Linked DNA regions of Gossypium hirsutum: regions 1, 3 and 4 are each linked to region 2. The links are chromatin contacts, called in public Hi-C maps. All regions are on one chromosome and are shown on one strand. Each heading gives the region's core, a stretch centred on a gene start, on an enhancer-like site or on the middle of the called end of the contact. The rest is flanking DNA. Distances are from core to core; before and after follow the strand shown. Region 1 holds the start of LOC107921982 (187-kDa microtubule-associated protein AIR9). Region 2 holds the start of LOC107922171 (probable serine/threonine-protein kinase At1g09600). Region 3 holds the start of LOC107922389 (probable AMP deaminase). Region 4 holds the start of LOC107921983 (cationic amino acid transporter 1).

What was found. Hi-C and Micro-C count contacts between places; a contact is called where the count stands out from the background.
Region 1: a Hi-C map of leaf shows a contact between it and region 2, with 3 times the contacts expected there. The contact joins the promoter of LOC107921982 here to the promoter of LOC107922171 in region 2. A contact is called at or near these places in 4 of 34 Hi-C or Micro-C datasets (anther and leaf).
Region 3: a Hi-C map of leaf shows a contact between it and region 2, with 1.8 times the contacts expected there. The contact joins the promoter of LOC107922389 here to the promoter of LOC107922171 in region 2. A contact is called at or near these places in 2 of 34 Hi-C or Micro-C datasets (hypocotyl and leaf).
Region 4: a Hi-C map of leaf shows a contact between it and region 2, with 2.6 times the contacts expected there. The contact joins the promoter of LOC107921983 here to the promoter of LOC107922171 in region 2. A contact is called at or near these places in 7 of 34 Hi-C or Micro-C datasets (anther, hypocotyl and leaf).

The regions. Positions count from the first base shown.
Region 1 is chrD01:38,709,458-38,715,579 of Gossypium_hirsutum_v2.1, forward strand. It overlaps LOC107921982 (187-kDa microtubule-associated protein AIR9), which reads right to left and starts at 2,069. Exons shown (of 38, transcript XM_016851781.2): 1 at 1,801-2,069; 2 at 189-1,051. The coding sequence starts at 1,031.
Region 2 is chrD01:39,142,136-39,148,418 of Gossypium_hirsutum_v2.1, forward strand. It overlaps LOC107922171 (probable serine/threonine-protein kinase At1g09600), which reads left to right and starts at 4,884. Exons shown (of 8, transcript XM_016852063.2): 1 at 4,884-6,282. The coding sequence starts at 5,800.
Region 3 is chrD01:38,640,112-38,646,027 of Gossypium_hirsutum_v2.1, forward strand. LOC107922389 (probable AMP deaminase) reads right to left here and starts at 1,703. Exons shown (of 19, transcript XM_041086258.1): 1 at 1,064-1,703; 2 at 220-407. The coding sequence starts at 1,559.
Region 4 is chrD01:38,677,172-38,683,174 of Gossypium_hirsutum_v2.1, forward strand. LOC107921983 (cationic amino acid transporter 1) reads left to right here and starts at 2,713. Exons shown (of 3, transcript XM_041087801.1): 1 at 2,713-2,894; 2 at 3,372-3,401; 3 at 3,495-5,395. The coding sequence starts at 3,516. The coding sequence ends at 5,294. LOC107921982 (187-kDa microtubule-associated protein AIR9) reads right to left here. Exons shown (of 38, transcript XM_016851781.2): 38 at 5,543-5,984. The coding sequence ends at 5,808.

The DNA.
Region 1 (6,122 bases), core at 819-3,318, 440 kb before region 2:
TTAAGTTCTTTATTCATAAATCATAATCATATCGCAAATGCAGAGGCAATGTAAATCAGATCCTAGAAAGCAGACTGCATAGGTCCAAAAGCGCACCTACAATAATCATACCTAAATTGCGGACAACATTATTCTTAACATGCTGATGAATACCATAAGACATTCAGTGATGTAATAGATATTCTTACCACATCATCACCAGCTTTGATCTCCACCTGAGGAAGAACAATGAAATGTGAATCTCTACTTTCTGGGGTCGCTGCTTTCTTCCGCCCAGATAAATTAGAACTCCTATCCAGGGATGATGACAAAGACCCAGATCTTAAACCACTGGATACTGTAGGTGACCGTGTGATTGGAGAAGAAACCTTTGAGATTGTCTTCTTGCTGGCGCTACTGGCAGTGCTGTCCAGTGATGAAGAACTAATCTTTTTCAAGGATGAAGAGGCTGACGACGATGGCTTTACAGTGGACTTTCTCAGAGTTTTTTGTATACTTGTACCAGACGCAGTCGATGTACTTAAACTTCGACCCACAGGTGACACTGGAACCGACTTCCTAGTCTCTGAAAGGTTTGCTCGGGGTGTTAGTTTTGTTGCCGATGAAGACAGTGAACTTCCTCTGAGTTCTGGTAGGGACCGCCTAACTGACTCAGTAGCCAACAGGGTGGAGGGTTTCTTGCCTGCAATAGAACTAGTATTGTTTTGCTGTCTTGCAGTAGAGGCTGATGACTTCTCAGACAAGCCTCCTGTGCTGTTCCTTCTTGTCACGGCAACAGAATTGGATGATCTCAATGAAGAAGATACAGTTGATCTAGCAAAACCTGAACTTAATTCAGATCCATTTCTAGTATCACTTCTCTTTCTGGTTGAATTAGCCGGTGCTGAGACTTTTGGCTTTGCTGCTTCACTAGATTTCCCAGGTTTAGCAACCTTAGTCACACTTTCTGCAGGACTTTCAGCGAAATGGTGGTCCAAATTTAGGGGCTTTATCACCGGATCTTCACCAGGTTGTGCTTCGGGGTCCTCCATTTTAAGCTACAATACTAGTTCTAGCAAATAAGAAACAAAAGTGTCCTTCAGCCCCCTAAAAGCACTAATCAAAAACTCAAAACTGATACTTTCACAAACTGTTGCCCGTTTGAGAAAATACCAAATGACAAAAGCAGAAAGGAACTAAACGGAGCAGCGGAAAATAAATTTGGGACTCCTTATCTGAGCCACTCTAACCAAAATAATCTTTAAATTGCGGTTGCCTCAAAAGCAAACCAAAAAAGAAAAACCCAAATTCCTCTTTATTTTTCGTTTCCATTGCAATATGAGAGGTGAGTGTGCCCAGTTTGGTGACCGACAAAACATGGTTAAAAAGGAAACGAAAGCAAAAATGTATTGACTTTAAGCGTTAATAATTCACACTCACTGTAACCGATGCTTATGTAAGTTGTCTCTTTCCTTCCTTTAAAACCAAACCGAAATAATAAAAAAATTATACAAAACAAAAATGGGAGCTCTTTTTCCTTCCCACTTCCTTCACTTTTCTTATCTACCAAACGGATAACAATGCAACCAAAGTGGAAACATAATTACGCCAACCTTTTCAAAAGAAAGATTGTTCTAAGAAAATGACTTACAAAGAACAAGGTTCGGCAGATAAGTAGGTATGAGAATTAGAGGTAGAGAAAGATAATGGTTGGATCTAGTAGACAATGCAGGTTGTTCAGCAAAAATTAAGTGTTTTTACTCAGATCTAACGGGGAGAAGAGGGAAAAGAGGAAAGAAAGAACAGAAAAAGAAGTCTTACCTAAATGTACAGCAATGTAGATCCGGAGAAGAGTACTATTACAACTAGGGTTTTTATATTTTAGCATAAAATAAGATATAAATTTGTTAAGATGGGGCAAAAAGCAAAGCAGGAAAAAGGTTGAAGAAGATAAGACGAGCTGAGAGAAAAAGAAAAAGGAAAATGGAAGCTTAGTCGTTGAAAAGCAATGCAGAGAGGAAAGGGTGCTGCTTATGTAAGTGCGAGTGTTTGTTTTATTGTCTTCAAATTATTTCTGTTTGTAGTGATTAAAATCGCGGAAAATAGAAAACTTACTGTTTAAAAAAAAATCTGGCGAGTCCACTCAGTCAGAACTCTACACGTGACTCGAACTGTTTTCTTTCTGGATAATGTTTTCGAAAATAATTTTCATTTTTTTTTTCTGGAATGTTTGCTGACGTATAAATTACTCATGAATGAAAATTATAGAAAATGAAGAGAGGAAAAAATTTATTATTAGAAGTCGCCTTTAGAATGGACAAACATTAAAAAATACAATATTTACTCAAGTTCCCCTTACCCTTAACCCAAAATAATTTAGGAGATATTAAAAATTTAGACTTAAACCATGAGTCTTAAAGAAATATTAATTAACGTTAATAATAAGTTAGATGAAGTCTTTAATAATAATAATAATATAGAATCTGATGTAGATTTAGGTCCTTTATACTATGGTAATGGTAAGGATAATATTTTAGTTTTATTCGAAGAAAAAAATATTTCTTCTGATGAATCAACATCTATGTTAAAAAATTATAAAAAACATAAAAAACGTAAAAAAGATGATAAACAAAAAAGAATATGATTTCCAGTCCTATAAAACCATTATAGAACATTGGAAAGAAAAATTTACTAATACTAATGATCAACTTGAAAAAGTTGAATATTTAAAACTAATAGAAGAACTTTATGAAAAACATAAAGATCTATTCAGTATGTTTAATTATCATTATATGTTAAAATATGATGATAGTAGTAGTTCAAGTAATTTTGAAAACACAGAATTATTTAAGAAACAATCTGATGAAGAAAAAACTTCAACAGATCAGGATGAAGATATAAAAGTCTCAACTTATAATTCTGATGAAGAAACCACTTCATCCGAAGATGAAACTATAGACATCCCGAAACCCATGGATACTGCAAATCCTTATAATATAAAATTTGATAAAAATGAAAAAATATTTTTATTAGAAAACTCTAGAAACACTAGAATTGAAAAAGTAAAAACTATTATTCAACAAATGAAAATTGGAAAAAATGATATTATTACTTTTTCAAATTTTCAACCTAAGAAATATTATACTTATATTGAAATTAATTTTCAATTTAGATAGTATAAAAAATATTCTTTACATGCTTTATTAGACACTGGAGCTACAACAAGTACTTGCAGAAAAAATGTTATTCCTATAGAAAAATGGGAATCTATGAATAATCCTATAAGAGCAATAGGAATAGATGGTAACGAAACTATAATCCAATACAAAGCTAGAAATGTACCAATCTACATAAACAATGTTAGATTTGTTATTCCTAAAATTTTGTGTTTTCCTGAAATGCATGGAGACATATTACTAGGAAATAATTTTATATATCAACACTTACCTTTTTCTATTGATAGAAATTTTGTTATTCTATCTGTAGAAAATTTCTTAGTGGAAATACCACTTGTTGGAAACCATAAATTTGTGTGTGATCAAAATTTTAACCAACAAGGAAAGAACAAATTAAACAACTAGAAACAAATCATTGGTTGTTTAAAATTCTCGAAAATAATTTTAGTGAAGAACCATTAAAATTATGGAAAAACAGTCCTAGATACTGTGAAATAAAACTGATAAATCCTAATAAAATCATTAGGGTTAAGCCTATACTCTATACTAAACAAGATATAGAAGAATTTGATGTTCAAATAAATGAACTATTAGAAAAATGATTAATAGAAAAAACTAATATTCCTCATTCCAGTCCAGCTTTTATGGTAAGAAACCATGCTGAAATTAAAAGAGGTAAAGCTAGAATAGTTATTAATTATAAAAGATTAAATCAAAATACTATTTTTGATGGATATTTTATTCCAAGAAAAGAAGTTTTAATTAATCAAGCTAAACATGCTAAATACTTTAGTAAATTTGATTGTAAATCGGGATTTTGGCAAATCATGTTTACCGATGAATCAAAACCTTTAACAGCTTTTAGTGTCCCTAATGGTCATTATCAATGGAAGGTAATGCCATTTGGTTTATGCAATGCCCCACAAATCTTCCAAAGATGGATGGATTCCATTTTTGATAAGTATAAAAGATTTTGTGTGGTATATATAGATGATATCTTAGTCTTTTCAGAAACACTTGAAAAGCATAGAAAACATCTAAATATTATTTCTCAAGAATTCCTAAAACATGGAATTATACTAAGCCCTAAAAAGATAGAGCTAGAAAAAACAAAGATTGAATTTTTAGGATTAAAATTATTTGCAGACGGTCTTCAACTCCAAGATCATATTATTGTAAAGATAAAAGAATTCCCTGAAAAAATTGAGGATAAAAAACAACTTCAACAATTTTTGGGAATTGTTAATTATGGTAGAAATTTTTTTCATAACTTATCTGAAAAATAGGTGAGTTATATGAAAAATTAAAAAAGAATATATCTTTTAGCTGGTCTAAAAAAGATTCAGAAATTATTAAAAATTTAAAATCTGAAATAAATCAGAATCCTAAAGTTTATTTACCTAAACAAGGTGATAAATTAGTTTTAGAAACTGATGCATCCCAAAACTATTGGGGATGTATTTTAAAGGCTAAAACCACTAATAATGAATAATTAATATGTGGCTATAGTTCTGGAAAATTTAAACCAAATGAGGTTAATTATGTAATATATGAGAAAGAACTTTTAGCTATTAAAAAAGGAATAAAAACATTCCCTATATATTTAACACCTGAAAAATTTATTATAAAAACTGATCATCAGGCAGTAAAGCAATTTCTAACTAACAACAGTTTAGAAACTGTACCAAGAAGAATTAGGAGGTATAATGATTTATGTACTTTTAATTTTGAAGTTATATATATAAAAAGTGCTGAGAATATTCTTGCTGATTTTTTGAGCAGGCCTTTTAATGGATAGAGGTAAAAACCCTCTAAAAGAAACTGCCAGTGAATGGACTACTGTTCACAAAAAACCCCAACAAAGGGAAAGCAAAATCAAACTCCAAAAAAGGATTTGTACCTGCACAAATACCATTTTATCCTAACCAAGGATATTATGTGTCTTATCCAATGGTAAACCAACCACTTGGACCAAATGTTTCAAAATATCTGATGGTAAACTAACCAGTTGGAAACAGTTTTTCAAACATGGTGTATCAATCACCAATGTCTCAATATTTGAATTTAGCATCACAAACTAGAGGTGTCCATGGGCCGGGCAGCCCGCCCGAAATATGGGAGGGTTCGAGTAAAAATATAGGCCAGAAATATGGGTTTGGGCAAAAAAACGAGGCCCATTTAGAAAATGGGCCAGGCCTTGGGCACCACTTTTTTGGCTCAGGCCCGGCCCGAATTTAATAAAAATATATATTTTTTTATTTTTTAATTTTAAAATATTTTTAAAATACTTTTTTTTATTTTTTATTTTTAAAATTATTATTTGGTGTTTATTAAAAAATGGGCCAGGCCGGGCTCGGGCTTAGGATTTTATTCCCGGGCTGGGCTTGGACAAAATTCTAGGCCCATATTTCGGGCTGGGCCGGGCTCCGGCCTAGGAGGCTAGCCGAAATTTTTTCTGGGCCCAGCCCGGCCCATGGACACCTCTATCACAAACCAGTTATACTGAAATCATCAAAGGCTCGGAAAATTTGTTGAAAAAAACAACAAATTGAAGAAGAAAAAGAAATTTCAAAAAAAAAAGATTTTTATAATCTTGGTTTATCACCAGAAAATTATTATTTTATAAATGAGATATGGAAAACCCATATTTCAAATCAAAGAGCTAATTTCAGAAGAGCTCTTACCATATTTTCATTATTTTTAGTTGAAAAAACAACTAAGGAAAATAAAGCTGAAGATTTATTATTAAAATCAGTTTTATATCGAGATTGGGATGAATTCCAACTCTTTATAATGGATATTAAGGAGATAAATAATCTTCTTGATACTATTCAATATTTTATTCATAAAGGAAAAAGCAGCCCTTTTATGAATAAGGTATTTAGAATCTGTTTACATAACAAATCTAGACAGATTTGTCCATTGGAAATATTCAACAAAATAAATGATATGATCTGCAATCAGCAG
Region 2 (6,283 bases), core at 3,634-6,133:
AAATTCTATTTTTGAGACAATCCAAGAGTATACATACATTTTTTTTCCTATTTTTAAAATTTATATTCTTTTTTATTAAATACAATAAATCAAAATTTTAAAATGTATTATATTTATTACAAATGTTTTATATTTAAATAAAATTTAAAAGATCTTTTTAAATAATATAAAATATACTAATATTAAAAAATATTATAATATTAAATCCATTTAATTAACTAATTAGTTTCAAATCTAATTTCTAATAAAAAAGTTATATTAAATCCATCCATATATTGAATATTTTGTAATATCTTTTCATTTTTATATTCTTATAATTATATTAGATTTTTAAAAAAAAACTAAGTTTGTTAGAACTTAATTTTTTTTAATTTTAAAAAATTATGTTAATATTTTATGAAAAAATTATTGTCACAATTCTATTAATATTTTTTTATTGAGAATCTCAATTTTTGAAAAACAGGATCTTATATTTTAATTTTTTAATAAACATTTTAAATACAAGTAGAAAGCCAACAATATTTACCATTTATTATTAATATCTTTATATATTATTTACATAATTCTATAAAAATACAAAATTTTTATGAATATCTTATTAAGTGGATGTCCATCAAGATCAAGATAAGTTTTGTTGTACTTTAAATTCTAATAGTCATTAGAATTAGATCTCTACTTCATTTATACTTCTTATGCTTATAAATAGAAACTTTGAAGAAGCTTTGTAAATATTTTGATTGATCCATAAAAATACGCTCTCTTTTTGCCCCCCCTTTCTCTTTGTTCTTTACACTCTATTTATTTATTTTATAACACGTTATTAGCACGATTCTCTTTTAATTGTTTTTGTCCATAAGTCACAAAAAAATTTCCCTTTCAACCAACAACCAATGCAATAGTTGATCACTCAAATTTGCTACTCAAACTGTGCTGATTGCCTTCTAGAGCTACTGTTATTTCAGTCTTCAATTGAGGCCTATGCATTATGGGTAATCATTATGCAAATATATATATATATATATATAATCCTTATATGGTATATTTTTCTCCTTTATTGATTGATTTTTAGTAAAATTATTTTGTGAAAAATAATATTACTTTAAGGTTTCTTTTAAACTAAGTTTCTTTGATTAAATTATAGTATGTATGATATTTGGGTGATTAAAATTTTTTATGATTAAATTATTATTATTAAATATATTTGAAATTATTGTATTATATTTTTTAAATTTAATTTATAAATATTTGATTAGAGCATTATAAGATTTTATAACATATATGTTGGTATTGAAATTTGGTACAATGTGTATTGGATAACTTTCAAGCATCGTACACGAAAAATTTGATTTTGTTTATCAAATGAATTTTTTTACTAAGATTATAAATGTTAGTACGAAAACAAAGTTGTTTTACTACTTGTAATAGTACTTGTGATAATAGCCAGAGTGATAACAATGATGTTGAAAAATCTTAGGTATATTTTACTATGTTTTATTTATTATATCATGTTTATTATAATTGGAGATTAATCGTGACAACATGAATAGATAGATTTTAATTTGAAATCCACGTATATTTGCGATGGTGATTATGAAATAAAGAATTTTTTAGGACGTTTATAAGTTCATCCTAGTAAATTTATTACATTTCCCGAAGTGAATGCAAAAGAAAATATAAACCAATATTATTCCAATATTTGGTAGTACAAAATTAGTTGAAAGCTCCAGAAGAGCTAATATATTAATATATTGTGATAGTTAATCTATTGGTTTTAAAATATATTAATAATGGATCTCATATTAAGATCGTGAATGAAGAAAAGATTATATTTCATATGAATCACTATTGTTATAAATATCTATTTTGAAAGGATGAAAAAAAAGGAAGGATTAAGTTATTGATTTGATTTGAAGATTTTGGCATATTCTCTGAAGCGAATATTGATATAATTATTTGGAAATTATATTTATTGACTTAGTGGCATTATAGACTTCACATTGATTTAGACATTTCCAGTAGTAAATGTCAGAATAGTACTTGTATGTAGATGCAAAGTAATAAGAATGATAGTAAAATTATCAATTTGTTACAATTTAGTACAATTGAAATGCATGTTAAAGTAAACTAAAAGTTTACTGATACAAATGCATTTACTACTTGGCGTGACCACTTAGACCATCCTAAATCATATATGATGCGAAAATTAATTGAGAATTCATATGAACATTCATTAAAGAATCAAAAGATTCTTTAATTTAAAGAATTCTCATTTGTTATTTGTTCTTAATGAAAATTGATTCTTATAAACTCACTAGCTAAAGTTGAGATTTAATACCTTGCATTTCTAAAATGAATATGGGTCCATTCATCTACCATGTGGATGATTTTGAAATTATATGATTTTGGTAGATGTATCAACAAAATAATAACATATGTGTTATTAATTTGCAACCTATCGTTTGCAAGATTGCTTGGTTAAATAATTAATTTCAGATTATGCAATTAAGACAATTCATATTGCTAATACTGACGAGTTTATATCTCAGTCTTTTATTGATTGAGTTTGAAAATTTTTTATAAAAGTTTGTAATTTATGCGCATAATGGTTTAGAGAAATTATTAATTGGATGCCTTTAATTAATTTTTAAACCATTACTTATGAGAACTAAACTTCCTATTTCAACATGAGATTATGTTGATTTACGTGTTGTACACATCAAGTCAATAAGTTATAAATACTCCTCATTACAATTGATTTTTGGTTAAGAGCTAAATATTTCTCATTTTTGAATTTTTGTATGTGCGTATATATTCTAATTGCTCCACCATAACAAAGATGAGTGAATACTCAAAGAAAGTTGAGAATATATATTAATTACAAGTCTCCTTGTATTATTATGTGTTTTAAATGTATTGGAGATTCAATTATGACATGATTTGTGATTACAATTTTGATTCGATAGTTTTCCCAACATTAGGGGGAGAGAAACAATAACTTGAAATGAGTGAGGAGAGTAATTTGAACCAGAAGTTCAACAAGAATAACGCATTACAAGTTCCAAATATGAAAGTTATCATAAAAGAAAATAACATATCTAAATGGTCATATAGTGAAGGCGGATGCTTTAGAAGATACCAAAGACATAACTAATAAGTAAAACTCTAGAAGAGAATCAGATACCTGAAACTGAAAATTAAAATAGTAAAAATAAGAGATCTTGATAAGTTATGTCAATTTGAGAAAATGTCGAAAATATAATAAAAATGGTAGACAATGGTTTTGCATGTAATATTATTATTGAATTAATGAAATAAAATGAGGATCTTAAATAAATTTATTGAGAAATATAGTTATAGGATAAATTGGTCAGAATAAAAAGACGTAACTCAAGTACAATTAAATTTGTGGAGTTTTTGGACCAGTAGTCAAAATACCTAAAGGTATAAAGTCAGTTATGGTGCAAATAAAGTAGTTTTGCAAAACGGAATAAAATATGAAGTTTTTCGGTAAGTCCTGTCATTGATTATGAAAAGATATAATATTCTTTTGTAGTGGATGCAATAACCTTTAGATATGTTATTTTGAAAATTCATAAAAGACTTAACTTGTATCTAATGGTTATGGTTACAACCTTTTATAAATCACTATATAGTAAAATTTATATTAAAATCATTAAAGGATTTAGAATGCTAGAAGCATATTGAAATTCTCGAGAAATTCTTCATTTATATGAATTGAAATAATTTGAACATATGTGGTAAATAGTAGTTGAAGGAGGATTATAAAATGATCTAAAATACTTATTTGTGTTTTTATAGAAGAATCATGATTAAAGTTTGTTATGATTATTGTTGAAACTCCTGAAGAGATCAAAATATATTTCCCCAAAAATTTCCCTTACTCATGACTTTCAAAAGAATGATAATATAAATGCTTAGCAAATACATTCAAATAGTCATTTGAAAAACTAGTATTCAAGATTGAATATGTAGAATATGAGAAAGTATGTAATGTTTTCATGAGGAGGAATAAATACGCGTTGTACTATTTTTCTCATAATTGAGGTTTTGTCCCATTAGGTTTTTCTAGTAAGATTTTTAATGAGATGATATATTATGCGTATTATAAATATGTGTACTCTTTTTTCTTCATTAGGAATTTTTTTCCTACAGGGTTTTTATTTTAGTAATGGTTTAACGAGACACATTATCTACCAATGGACACCGAAGGGGGAGTCTTATGAATATATTGTTACGTGGATGTCCATTAATATCAAGATAAGTTTTGAGGAATTTTAAATTTTAATATTCATTAGAATTAGATCTCTACTACATTTATACTTATTATGTTTATAAATAGAAACTTTGAAAAAGCTTTATAAATATTCTGATTGATCAATAAAAATACGCTCTCTATTTATTCTCCCATTCTTTTTATTCTTTACTCTCTATCTATTTATTTTATAACAAAAATAATTTTATATGATTTTATTAAAAAATAAAATACAAAAGAATTCAAATATTATTTTCTCAAAATTTTAATTAGTATATTATTATTTTATAAAACAAGAAATTGGTCCATCCGACGGATAGAAAACTAATTATATAGATTTGATAGGATTGGTATAGATGTATAGAATATAGATTGGGGCATAAAGGGTGAGCTCTAGGCTGAACCCAAAGGCTATAACGTTGGTGAGGGCCGAAAATAGGAGTTGAATCCATTAAGTGATGTGTCGCTGTCAGCCAGGATCTCCGCCTCCCGCGGGGACCACACTCAAACATCCACTACATGCCACGTTGCACCTCTCCCACTCTCCGCTCGTGCGGTGCGGTGCGGCGCGTTCAACCACCTCCTCTCCTTCAAACATTCTTTTTGTTTTTATTTTCTCCTCTCTCCCCCCCAAACACTGCAAATTTTCCTTTCACTTTCAAAACAGATCACTCATTCTTCTTCTTCTTCTTCTTCTTCTTCTTCTTCTTCTTCTTTTTTACTTCTTTCTGGTCTTGTAGAGACTTGAAAACAAAAATCTGATTTTGTTCAATTTGTAAAAAGAGGGAAGAGTTCAAATTATGGACACTATGTTTTAACCAAAATTGTATTTTTCAAGGGCTATTCGTAATCTTAGGGCTGATACGCAGATCCGCTTTTATCTCTTTGTTTTGTAAGAAGTAAGAACCAATTATAAACATTTTACATTGTTCTAAAGAAGGTACTTTTTTCCAAGTAAAAACCTCTGTTTTCAGAATTTCATTTAACTTCCCCAAAATATTTTTTGGCTAGGGTTATTTGTATCTTTTTATCATACATTTACTTCAATTTTATGTCTCTATCAAATTTAGACAATTACATATTACAGAAAGGTATTTTTTTTCATTGTTGGATTGGTTTAGTTTATATGCATTTTGTTTTAATTGTTTTTGGGTCCCGAAATTTGGTTCATATAATTCACATATTGATCCGTTTCTCGGTTCGTTTGAGTTATTTTCTTCGATTTGGGGATCTGGGTTCTTGTTGATTGTACTTTAAGCTTTTTGGGATCTCTCGAATTAGCAATCTCTTTGGGATATCCTTTTGATTTGGGATCTGGGTCTTTCTGATTCACTGGAAAGCTGCATTCCTTTTATGTAATTCAAAATAAAAAATTCCAAACATTCTTTTTTATCCTAACAATTCCAACATTCAAGAGAGAAAGTTAGGACTTTTTTTTTTGAGGATCATTGAATCCTACAACAAGGAAGGGAACTACATTGAATGAGGTAGTTTCCTGATTGGAAAACAAACTGAGGCTATAAATTATGGGTTGCATTTGCTCGAAAGGTTCTCGAGCAAATGAATATGTTGAAAATAACCATGGAAAAAGAGACAAGGCCCACAAGAACTCGAGAAAAACAGCAAAAAAGTTATCTGTTTCCTTTAAAAGGGACAATGTGGTGGTTGAGGCGGATGCCACTGCACGGTTGATCTTGAATCAGCAGCCAAACCACGGTGCCGTTTCAGGGCCTTCGTCCTCTTCTGATGATGAAGAAAAGAAGGCAGCGTTGGCGGTTTTTGAGAGGTCTAAAGGGACCCCATCCGAGCTGCAAAGGCGTCCAACAACAGAGGCGGATGGGAGGGGTGGACAAGGGCGGCAGAGGATGTCCAGGATCATAAATGCAACTGGTGGCGAAAGAGGTGCACAGGTGGTCGCTGGTTGGCCTTCTTGGCTAGCAGCAGTAGCTGGGGAAGCCATCAATGGTTGGATACCTCGAAAGGCAGAGTCATTCGAGAAGTTGGAGAAGG
Region 3 (5,916 bases), core at 453-2,952, 510 kb before region 2:
CAATAACAGATGAACAAAAAATCAATTGCTTTTGATGCATTATTAGTAATTAAAAGATTCACCATAGTTACTCTACAAATGATAAGCCCTTAAACCTAACGGCAAAGCAAACCCTATCTGCTCGAAAACAAATTCTATTGAAACTACTTTGGCTTTGTACTATAAGCAATGATATTGGCATGAAACTAAAGGAAACACCAGAACTAGAAAACCGCTCACCTTTAACAAATCAACAGAAACATCAATATTCTTGTCAGCAAAAAGAATCTCATCCTCATCCGCAGGCTCTGTCCCTTCATCATCTGAATCCCCAGCAGCATTGCCACCAGGCGACCTTGGAGTCATTAGCCGACCATAGGTAGCCAACCTCATAGTGGAACCTCCATGACTAAAAGTCTGACTTTCTCCTGCAAAAGAAAAGAAACAAAAGAATAACATACTTCATGTAGAATACATGGCAACTGCATTTAGCAAATCGTGAATGCTTACAAGTTCAGAACCCGAACCATTTTCCTAAAACACTCGATGTGCATCAAGCCAAGAACTGATTCGTAAAGTCACATTTTACAATTACTTTACAATTTACTTTTTGCTCTCGGAAAAAAAAAAGGAACAAAATGACTTCTGGATACAAAAGGAAATGAATTTTTAAAGAATTAAAACTGAAAAAAGAAATGTATGCTTAATCTACAAAGGCAACAAATAATAATAATAAATCTTATTAGAACTGATACTTCATTTTATTTGTTCATTCATTTTTAATCAATTTATACGATTTTCATTATTCAACTATCAGGAACATTTTTTAGGAAAATATATTTACAACATTAACTCTAATTTCTACTTTCCCTTGTGCCCACTGTTAGCAAAACTATTCAAACTCTCTTTTAGCAATGCGGCATTTAACTGTCATGTAATCAATATCGATCCGCATTTCATCAAAATTTGATTAGAAGTCTAATTCGATCGTCATAAAACACTTTCTACAGTTATGGTAACAACGGGAAAAAAGAAACAAAAGATTAGTGCAAAAGCAATTATAGGCCTAAAATAAAGAAACTACCTCTCCAAGATGTTTGAAGAGGAGGAAGACCCGAAGGAATAAAGTTAAGCTTCTCAAGCGACGAAGCAGAGCAACTTTGAACTCTTTCCCTCACCGCCTGATCAAATTTAGCATCCTCCTCGAACCACTCATTGCGCAAAGCCACGTTAGGCATCGAACTGGAAATGCGAGAACTCCTCGACACCTCCATTTTCTCATCAAAAGATTTAGACGCGCTCGATTTATGGTCGAGGCACTGATCCACTTCTTCTATTTCTAGTCGTCTATTATCTTGTTCGTAATCCACTTCTTCATCCTCTTCGTCTTCATCGGAGACAAGGCGACTTCGAGGCCGCCTTGCCTGCGGCACACATTCGCGGCGGATCTCGATAAGCCGATCGATGACGTGGTCGACACTGCGTTTGTGGATATAAAACGCGGATACGGCCATTAATGAAGCTCCGAGTAACGCCGCCATGGCCAAGTGCAACGAAGGGATAGGCGTAGACGAGTCCATGAATATCTTTCCCTGCAAAACAAAGGAACCCTAATTTTTCTATTTTGACAACGCGTGTGAGTTGCGAGAGGAGAAGCGCAACATTTCTTCTTTACTTTTATAGCTTTTGTGGAGTGCTGGGCAGCAGATGGCGAGACTGTGTGAGAGAAAAAGAGCGAGAACCAAAAGCCTAAAAGTGCAAGCCAATGGTAGGACCTGTTAGAATATACGTGGACCTACCAGATGATGACGTATATTATATTTTAGTTTTATCTTTTTCCTTTTCGGTAATAGTGTTTTTTTTTTATAGTTAAATCTTCTCTAAAGTATTGATTATCCTTCCACCAAGAAAAACTTTTTACGGACTGCTGGCGAAACAAACTTTTTACCATCAGAAACCTTCGAGTTTAAACGTGTCTAAATTCATTTTTGGACGAAAATTCTTGAACTTGTAATCTTTTATTGTTTTTAAAATTTTCTAACAAATAATAAAATCTATAATAGATATCAAAATCTCTAAAGCAATAGTAAAAATTTTAAAAGATACGAAATTCTGTAATGAATACTGAAATATAAATGAAAAGTCACCTACTCCTCTTGATTTATGTTGCTGACTTCTCTTACAAATTATAGTTGTTCTTACTCATCTTCATTAACAAACAGTTTTCAAATTTCCGTTTTTTTTAATAAAAAGATTTTAGTGTTAAAATTTTTCGAGAGTGTTGATTTTGAATAAAAAATGAGAGTTGTATTGAAATTTTGAAAGATATCGAAATTTGTAATAAATACTAAAATATAAATGAAAAGTCAACAACTCCTCTCGATTTATGTTGCTAACTTCTTTTACATATTATAGTTGTTCTTACTCATCTTCATTGCCAAATAGTTTTAAGAAATTTTCATTTTTTTGTTTTTGAATAGAGAGATTTTAGTGTTAAAAATTTTAAAAATGTTTTTAAAAAAATTATTTTGGGTGTTGATTTTAAATCTAAAAACGATCAGAGTTGTATTGAATTTTTTTAGTTTACGAGACTAAAAGAGAAGAAAAAAGAAAAAAAATCAAGAAGGAAAGTACTTCAAAAAAATATTTTCTTAAAAAAGAATGTGATAGATTCTGATGAGAAAGGAAAAAAGTGTACACTCGAAAAGCGTACCAAATTTTTAAATTGAACCAAAATCTGTATTTTATATTAATTTTTTTAATTTATACTAATATAAAAAATTTTGACAAAATAATTAAAAATTTTGGTAAAAGTTAATTTTTTTTATTGGTATCTGTTAGAAATTTTTGTATTTGGTAAGAGATTTTGGTATCATTAGAAAATTGAGTAAAAAAATTTGGTATTCTGTTAAATATTTTGTTATACATTAGAGATTTGGTATCATTTACATATTTTGGTTATTTATTAGAAATTTTGGTATCATTAGATATTTTGGTATTTGGTATTTGGTTAGAGGTAAGAGATAAGAGATTTTAATTCTTAAAATTGTTGCACAAACGTTAGTAAAATAATAGCAATATAAAGTTTTATATTAATCACAAGATCGAACAAAAACAATTGATGCGAACCTCAAGGCCCAAAATTAGGTTCATGAACGTGATGGGCTCAAATTTCCTTAAGGTTAAATAACGAGGTCGAAAGCTAAGAAATTTTGAGCAAGATTGAATGGGATCATCCAAGACTTCGTTACCAAAGCCCTAGATGCGTAAACGACCGAAAAAGAAAATCAAGATTTACTTTCTTGTTTTCAAGAAAATCAAAAAATCAAATCTTGGTCCAATTTTGTTGTTACAGACAATTTCAAGAATCAAGAAAATTAAAATTTCAAATCTTAGAAATCTTGGTCCAAGAAACCGAATCTTGCAGCTAAAGTGCATTGGATTTCATGTACGAGCTTTGTAACACCCTTAACCCGTAACCGTCACCGGATTAGGGTTACGAGGCATTATCGTACAAAACACAAATCAACACAGTCATTTATTTAATCACATATTCGAACCAACTAACATGCAACAAAGTCGTATTACATGTACTTTATAAATATAACATACGAACCATAAAAGGCATCGCATTCATGGTATTCGAATACCTAAATTAAATTCAAGCATATTTTATTCCAAATATCAATCACATATATCACCTCATTCTTTAGTATACATCTATTTTAATGGCTAATTATTATACAAACCATTTTATATACCCATGCACTTTCACATAACGAGTTAAAACAAATCATATTATACCATTTATTAGTTATCCAAATATGATTCATTAGCAACCATTAACAAATGGTTATATATAATTCTTATACATTACCAAAATTCATGTGCATTCCAACATAACAAAATTACCCATTTTGAGCACAAATGACAAATCAAGCATACCAATTTCGCAAACAAAATATCATGTCAAAACATCTTATAGACAACAAATCAATAGCCACATAAATCATATCAATACCGTAACTAAATTTTATACTAATTATACCAAATACCAAAATCTCATGCTTATCAAAATGAACCAAATACCATAGCCGAATATAAATATGCATCATATATATATCATAATTTATCTCACTTAATGACCAAAGCAATTTATACATCTATACATAGGTCATTAATAAGCCACACCAAATAACCAAATTCACATGGCATAGCATAGTCATCACATAGCAAATACGAACACATACCAACATCAACATTTAACCGAATAATTAACCACATGAATATATCAAATTTGTCGAATCACAATATAGATTATAAACATCATTTATCATTTATCAATGCACAAAATAAGCTCATTTATATAGTCAAAGTAACTTCCAACAATTACACCATTTACTAACCAACTCGCATGGATAAAACCACAACTCATAAACACATCCATCAACTACATTGACATCACTCAAACCGGTTCATAAAATCATACATTGCACAAGATATACCATATAACATACTTCCAAAATGAGCTAATTATAAAGCCGAATTCTCATCACTTTCAAGCCAATTTGCGTGGCTATACATATACAAATCAAAACCAACCATAACAAAACTAGCCTATACATGCCATACATCAAACGTACAAACTCTTAAAGTACAGAAATAGCAATTGATAGTGTGACGATGATCCTTGACAATCCCCGAGCTTGAAACTAACTTTCAAATTTTATAAAACAATGAAAAAACACACAAAGTAAACTTTGAAAGCTTAATAAGTCATAAGCAATTAAATTATCACGAGAACATTAATAGTTCCATTCAAAAAGGCCAAATTTAATCAATCTCATACACATATAAAATCATCTTACTTATATAATTACATATTACCACATTAAATATTACACTTACCTTGATCTTTCATGAATATATAAACTTCTCACATACCTGACCCATTTAGCTCAATTTTATCTTTGGCCTTGTATTATCAATGCCCGATGAACCATTCGGAATTGTTAAGGATACACAAAAATTATATAAAGCTCATACAATGCCATATCCCGGATATGGTCTCACATGTTAACACATTTCGATGCCACTGTCCTAGACAGGGTCTTATACGACTCATACAATGCCAATGTCCCAGACATGGTCTTACACAAAATCAAATCTCGGAAGTCCTTATGTCATGACATCAATATCCTATACATTTCCTAATGTTTGTTCGGGGCTTTTGACTTCGTGTCATTCGCTCTAATGAAATTGTGGACTCATTTGAAATAGGCATAAGGCTGAGTCGAATGAAATAAAACCATACATTCGCTAATGGTGTCAAATATTCTCTACAAGTGTGAGTTCCATGCTTTGACACAGTCCACTTAAAACCCGAAACTGTAAGTTCCTTAAGAATTTTTTGCCATTTTTCAGCCTCAATATTTTATTAAGGAAGAGTATTCGTCATCTTCAAAATTAGGTAAATCAAAGAATTCATTAATAGTGCTTGAATTTATTGGTACCTAGATTCCTCGGACAGAGACTTCTGTTAATTCGCTTCAGGTCAAATCATAAAATTCATGAACTAACTCTTCATCTGCACTTGGTTTTTTCTCACAAAACACTTCCGAATTTAAAGCTTCAACAACTTTTCTAATGCTCATCATGAAATCAGTATAGTTGCTTTCTTTCAGTGTAAAGCCTTTTTCTATGAGCATTTGTTGATTTTTGAAAATGCTATCGTATCTTGCTTTGGCTTCTTCACAGTGGAATTTGTTTTGTGATTTTTCGACTTAGACAAAGACACGAGTTCTTTTGTAAGGCATGATTAACCTGAACGTAAGATGGAAATAAATATTTTCTGAAAAATTCAATTAGAATAAAATATTAATAATTCAATAAATTGAAAATTAAATAATTAAATAAAATTAAAATTTAAGAGGAAAA
Region 4 (6,003 bases), core at 1,463-3,962, 470 kb before region 2:
TTTATTTCACTTTTTAATTTAACATAAAAATTATTATCAATTACTTTTCCTATTAATAAAATTTTAGTATAAAATATACAATGCTTATGAATACATTTTTTAAAAATAAAGAATTATAATTTATTTTTATTTTAAGTAACAACATAAAATTATCTTAATTATTATAGTCATCATTGTTGTTTAGTTATGAATTCGGGTTTTGGGTCGGATTTATCTCAAGCTCGAGCCAGATCGGTCTTTGACTTGGATCTGTTACAAGCTCAGGCTTTCTCGGACTTAGATCATTACAAGCTCAGATCGACATGGGCAGACTTTCGGGCTCAAGTCTATTTTGCCAGCTCTAATGTTTAGTGATGACATTTAGAGATTGCATATACTAGCTGATATATGTATCAGCTAAAGTGCTCTAAATAATTATGTGTTTCCAAATAAGTCTTGGGCATGCTAGAAGTACGAAAAACTAGCCAATTCTATAAAATGAAAAATTCTTAAAAGAAAGAAGCAAGAAATGAATATGGTCACATGTTAAAAGAGGCGGGTACTCATGAAGAGATCCAATGCATACCTTTTGATAAAATCCTAAAAGTGGTTCAGGTACATGAAATTATGAATATAATGAGATATCTCAACCAGTTGTGTCATAACTAAAGATGATAGAGCTAATAAAAGGAAATTATTGTCAACAATGCTTCTATTATACCTCATGAAATGTATCTCAAACATGAAGTTCAAACACCCAAAAGGTTTAAAGCCAAGTGGAGAACATGTAGCATAATAGTGAAAAAATAAAAGTTATAAAATCTAGAATTGACTTGTAATACAAACTTTCACAAGACACTTGACTTTGATTATGAAAAATAATTAAAGTTTTTGGAGTGCAATAGTTTGACACTAAATAAAAATTATTTATTTTACATTTAGTACATTTGTATTAAGTTGATATAAATTATTTGATAAAATTATAAAAAAAACAAAAACAAAAACCCCTAAAAGATTAATGCTTGAAGCATAAAACTCGAGTTTCGTGAGAAAACCATTAAATATGAATATGAGTTATTTCACATATTTTTAATTATCAATGTATTTATACATATATGTTATTATTGTTGATATTATGTATCAAATATAATTGGAGTTTCTGAGAATTTCCAATAGCAATATATTTTTGGTAGATAAACTTTACAATAAAAGTATACCTAAAGATCGAGTGTTCAATAAGGACAAATGGTCACACAATAACATCATAAACAATTACTATTAAGTATCCAATGGTGTTTATATAATCAAAATTAATCAAGATCATTTTTATGTAGATTGGAGATATTGAAAAGGAATACAATTGATCATACAATTATGTTATAAAATGATGGTACTGAAGTACTATTTCTTTATGTGTCTAATACACTCATTGAGTTGGTAATAGTGAATGATAAAATCCATAATTTTTATAAAGTTGTTGGCAACATCTAAAGCGTAGCAATTGAATTTTATTGTTATAATGATACACATCAACAAAATTTGTTATATATGTTGATGATTTACTATTCATAAATAATATTAAACGTCTCAACATTAAGTTGTAAATGATGTTAAAATAAGAGAGTAAAATACACACTATACCCTTTTTTTACTAGACTCTTTTTTTCTTTACTAGAATATTTTTCCCGCAGGGTTTTTCTTAGTAATATTTTAACGAGACATATTCATTCTTTGTTAATGGATATCCAAGAAGGGGCGTTATAAACAATATATTATTATGGATGTCCATAACTCTCAAAGTTGTAACCTCGAGTGAAAAAATAAGGATTTTATATTGTAATTAAGCCTATATTTACTATTTGTAACTTAAGAAATTGTATTATATTAGAAGACCTAGAAGTATGTACAATATACAGAAGGAATGAAATAAAAAGTTCTCTCATTTGTCATTCTATTATACTATTTCTTTATATTTATATTTTCTCTTTACTTTATTCTTTCCTTTCATTATTTCATAATAATTCTGTCTTTTTTATAATTACAAAATTAAAAGAAAAAATCAAAATTTTTAAATTAAAAAATGCAAAAACTTAATGTGTCCAAATTAAAAATAAATGAACTAAATTCAAATTTTAATATACCATAGGATCGCTAGCATATTTAAACTTATGGGTGTTTTTTTTCAACTTTAATTGGAAGCCAACTAATCTTGCACTAACCTGTCCATATGTACAAAATGTTTACCGAAGAGTATCCTGGAATTGATTTTGTTACTATATTAATCATCCATCATTCCAAATATATTTTTGTATCTTAATGCAATAGTTTTAGTCTAAATTAGGTAATGGTTCTCACGGTTTAAACTTATTTTTTATCTCAAATATTTTTTTAATTTGGTAATTGTTTCTACCTTAATAATTGAATTAAATAATTATTTCCACATTAAAATTTAAATATTTTTTAAATTAATTTTTAAACCTATAATTGTTCTCACAATAGAGTTTAAAATTTTTTTTCTCTAACTTCTTTCCGAAAAATATCATGGATTAATTTAGACAAAAAAAATTAAAATTATAATTTAAAATTAATTGTCAAATTCAAAAACGAATTTTAAAAAAAATTTCAAACCCTAAACCAAAACAATTACCAAAATTAGGCCAAATAATGAATTAGTTTTATTTTTAAAAACACAAGGAAATTTGAATTACAAATATTATTATCTATAACCGCACACCTAGAGAGCATCGTACGTAATGGAACAGTATATAGGATCGAAAATATAAAGCATATATGGGAAATTGTCATCTGGAAAGAGCTCTCTGTCTATAATAACTAGCCTTCACCATTTTTATTATTTTAACCTGTAGTGCAATTGTAGATTTAACAGTCTCTGCTTAGCTTTCAAGCTTTTCAAGGTATGGTTTCTTTTCTTTTCTCTTTTTTTTTTATTATTCTGTATTATCTCAGTCTCAAGCACACACGAAATGACAACAAAGAATAAAAACCAAAAGGATATCTCCCATGAAATCCGTAATGGTTTAAGTGCATGCAAGCAATCTGCTTTCTTGCTCCCCATTTCCTTTCTTCTTCTTCTTCTTCTTCGTGATCTTTCTTGGTTATAGCCATTGAACTTAAATCATAGTGGAGAAGTTGTTTGGTAGATTTTTACATCGTTGAGTGATGAGATCTGTAGAGAAAAACTCAAATTTCATTGAAAATAAATACCCCTAAATAGAAAAGCCAAGAAGAAGGCTTCAATTCTATCCAACTGTCCCAATTGTGCTCGAATTTGGACGGAGAGAAAAATCCTAACAGATAAAATCTATCTTCTTTTTTTTATGGAGAATACATTGTCATAGTTAACGAATAATTTCTTGACTTTCTTCCTATAGGTCTAGGGTGAGCCAACCTGGATTTGTAAGGTCTGCTGAGCCTCGCTCAATCTTATAACAACGACTATGAAACTGATATTTGATGATTTGTCATTTTAATTCCTCAAACATTTTACATGTTAGTATTTCAGAGCGAAGATAGCGATGGAAGGTGGTGAGAATGAGAATGGGGGTAAGAAGAGGGGATGTGGTTGCAGCAAGCAAGATTTCTTGCCAGAAGAGTCATTTCAGAGTTGTAGAAGCTATTTGAATGCATTGTGTAACACTAAATCTAGGCTTAGAGACCGGCTGCTGGCACGTTCCGCGGACCACATGGAACTACATGAAATACGTGGTCGTAGCCAGCATGAAATGAAGAAAAGGTTGAATTGGTGGGACATAATTTGGTTTGGGATTGGAGCTGTGATGGGTTCAGGAATATTTGTCCTCACTGGGGAAGCTGCTAGAAATCATTCTGGGCCTGCAGTTGTGGTTTCGTATCTTATTTCAGGTATGACTGCGCTGCTCTCGGTTTTGTGCTACACTGAATTCTGTGTGGAACTGCCGGTTGCGGGAGGCTCATTTACATATCTTAGAGTAGAGCTGGGTGATTTCGTTGCTTATATTGGTGCTGGGAACATTCTGTTTGAGTACGTGGTTGCTGGTGCTAGTGTGGCAAGGTCCTGGACTTCCTACCTCGCTACTTTGTTCAACCATGACCCCAATAGTTTCCGCTTCCATGCTTCATCCTTTCCCGAAGACTACAGCCATTTAGACCCTATTGCAGCAGTTGTCTCACTGCTCATCTGCATTACCGCATGTATGAGCACCAAAGGGTCCTCAAGGTTCAATTCCATTGCCACCATTGTCCATCTACTAGTTTTGCTTTTCATTCTCATTGTTGGTTTAACCAAAGGTAACCCCCAACATTTTTCCAACTTTGCCCCTAATGGCATCCGTGGTATTCTGAAAGCTTCCTCTATTCTCTTCTTTGCTTATGTGGGATTTGATGGAGTGGCAACCCTTGGAGAAGAGGTTAAGAACCCGGGTCGAGATATCCCAATCGGCTTAATAGGCTCGATGTTGATTATAATACTACTGTATTGCCTTCTCTCAGCAACATTGATTTTGATCCAACCCTACTACCAAATTGATGTGAATGCGCCATTTACTTTGGCATTCCAAGCCATAGGCCTGAAATGGGCTAAATATATTGTTGCTTTAGGTGCATTGAAGGGCATGACCACGGTCTTGCTAGCCAACATACTCGGACAAGCTCGGTATTTCACTCACATAGGGCGCACTCATATGGCACCACCCTTCCTTGCAACCGTTAACGAGAAAACAAGAACACCAGTTAACGCCACAGTCGTCATGACCCTCGTAAACTCCATCGTAGGATTCTTCACAAGCCTTGACGTGCTGGCAAACCTTCTTTCGCTGACAACACTGTTAATTTTCTCACTGGTTGCATTGGCGCTTTTGGTTAGACGTTACTATGTGGGAGGTGAGACAACAAGCTCCAACAGAAACAAGCTGATCCTGTTCTTGATGTTGATCATAGGATCCTCAATTGCTACTGCTGTATATTGGGCGATTGGGAAAAATGGATGGATCGGGTATGCAGTGACAGTCCCCATTTGGTTCATAGCTACGCTTGGGCTAAATCTGATGGTGAAGGAAGCAAAGAAACCTAAGTTGTGGGGAGTGCCATTAGTGCCTTGGCTACCATCAGCTTCTTTTGCCACTAATGTTTTTATCATGGCTTCAGTTGATGGGGCATCATATGTGCGATTTGGAATCTGGACATTGCTATTGCTACTCTATTATGTTTTCATTGCACTACATGCTTCATATGATGCAGCCAAGGAGACTACTGATACAACTTCCGCAGCTACTGCTACATGCCTTGAGGATGGAGGAGCATCACAACTCCACCATTGAACCTTTTCTGGAGTAGATTATTATTAAATATTGCTCTTATTTATTTTCATTATTTGTAACTTCAAGGTTTAATTAGATTAATGCAACATTTTGTTTTCTAATTCGGCTTGTGCAAATTAATTTCATATTAAAATTTTTAAGATTACCAACTGAAGCATTTCAGGAGGCAAGGCCAAACGTCCAGGCTGGTTTTCTCTACAATAAGATAAAAAGGCCGAAGGAAAGATGATCAAATAAGACGAAGGAAATTCTTGCGAATAGAGTAGAATATCGTCATTTAAATAATGAATTACGCACAAGTGAAACACCTGCAGCTCCCCTAATGCTTTGAAAACCCAACACTGGAATATATATATATATATATATATATATATAAGTTGCTTACAAGCTAAAAACAATGAAGATGGCAATGGCACCAACAAAAAGACCTTTGGGTGAGAAAGCACACAGACCTAAAAAAAGGAAACTTACAATTGATTGCTTTTTGATGCGTTTATATTTTCTGACCAAATTTTATGTCTCTATCTTAAGGAGAGAATTAAGAGATGTACTATTGAACCGCTGAGCAAGACCACGGATCACAAGAACAATAACATCCCTGATGTATCGCGAATGCACCATGAGGTCTACTTCGTTCTCGCTGTCCACCACAATCCTAAGTCGGCGTTGGTCATTACGAAAAACCTCCACCTGCCACAACTTGGATCCT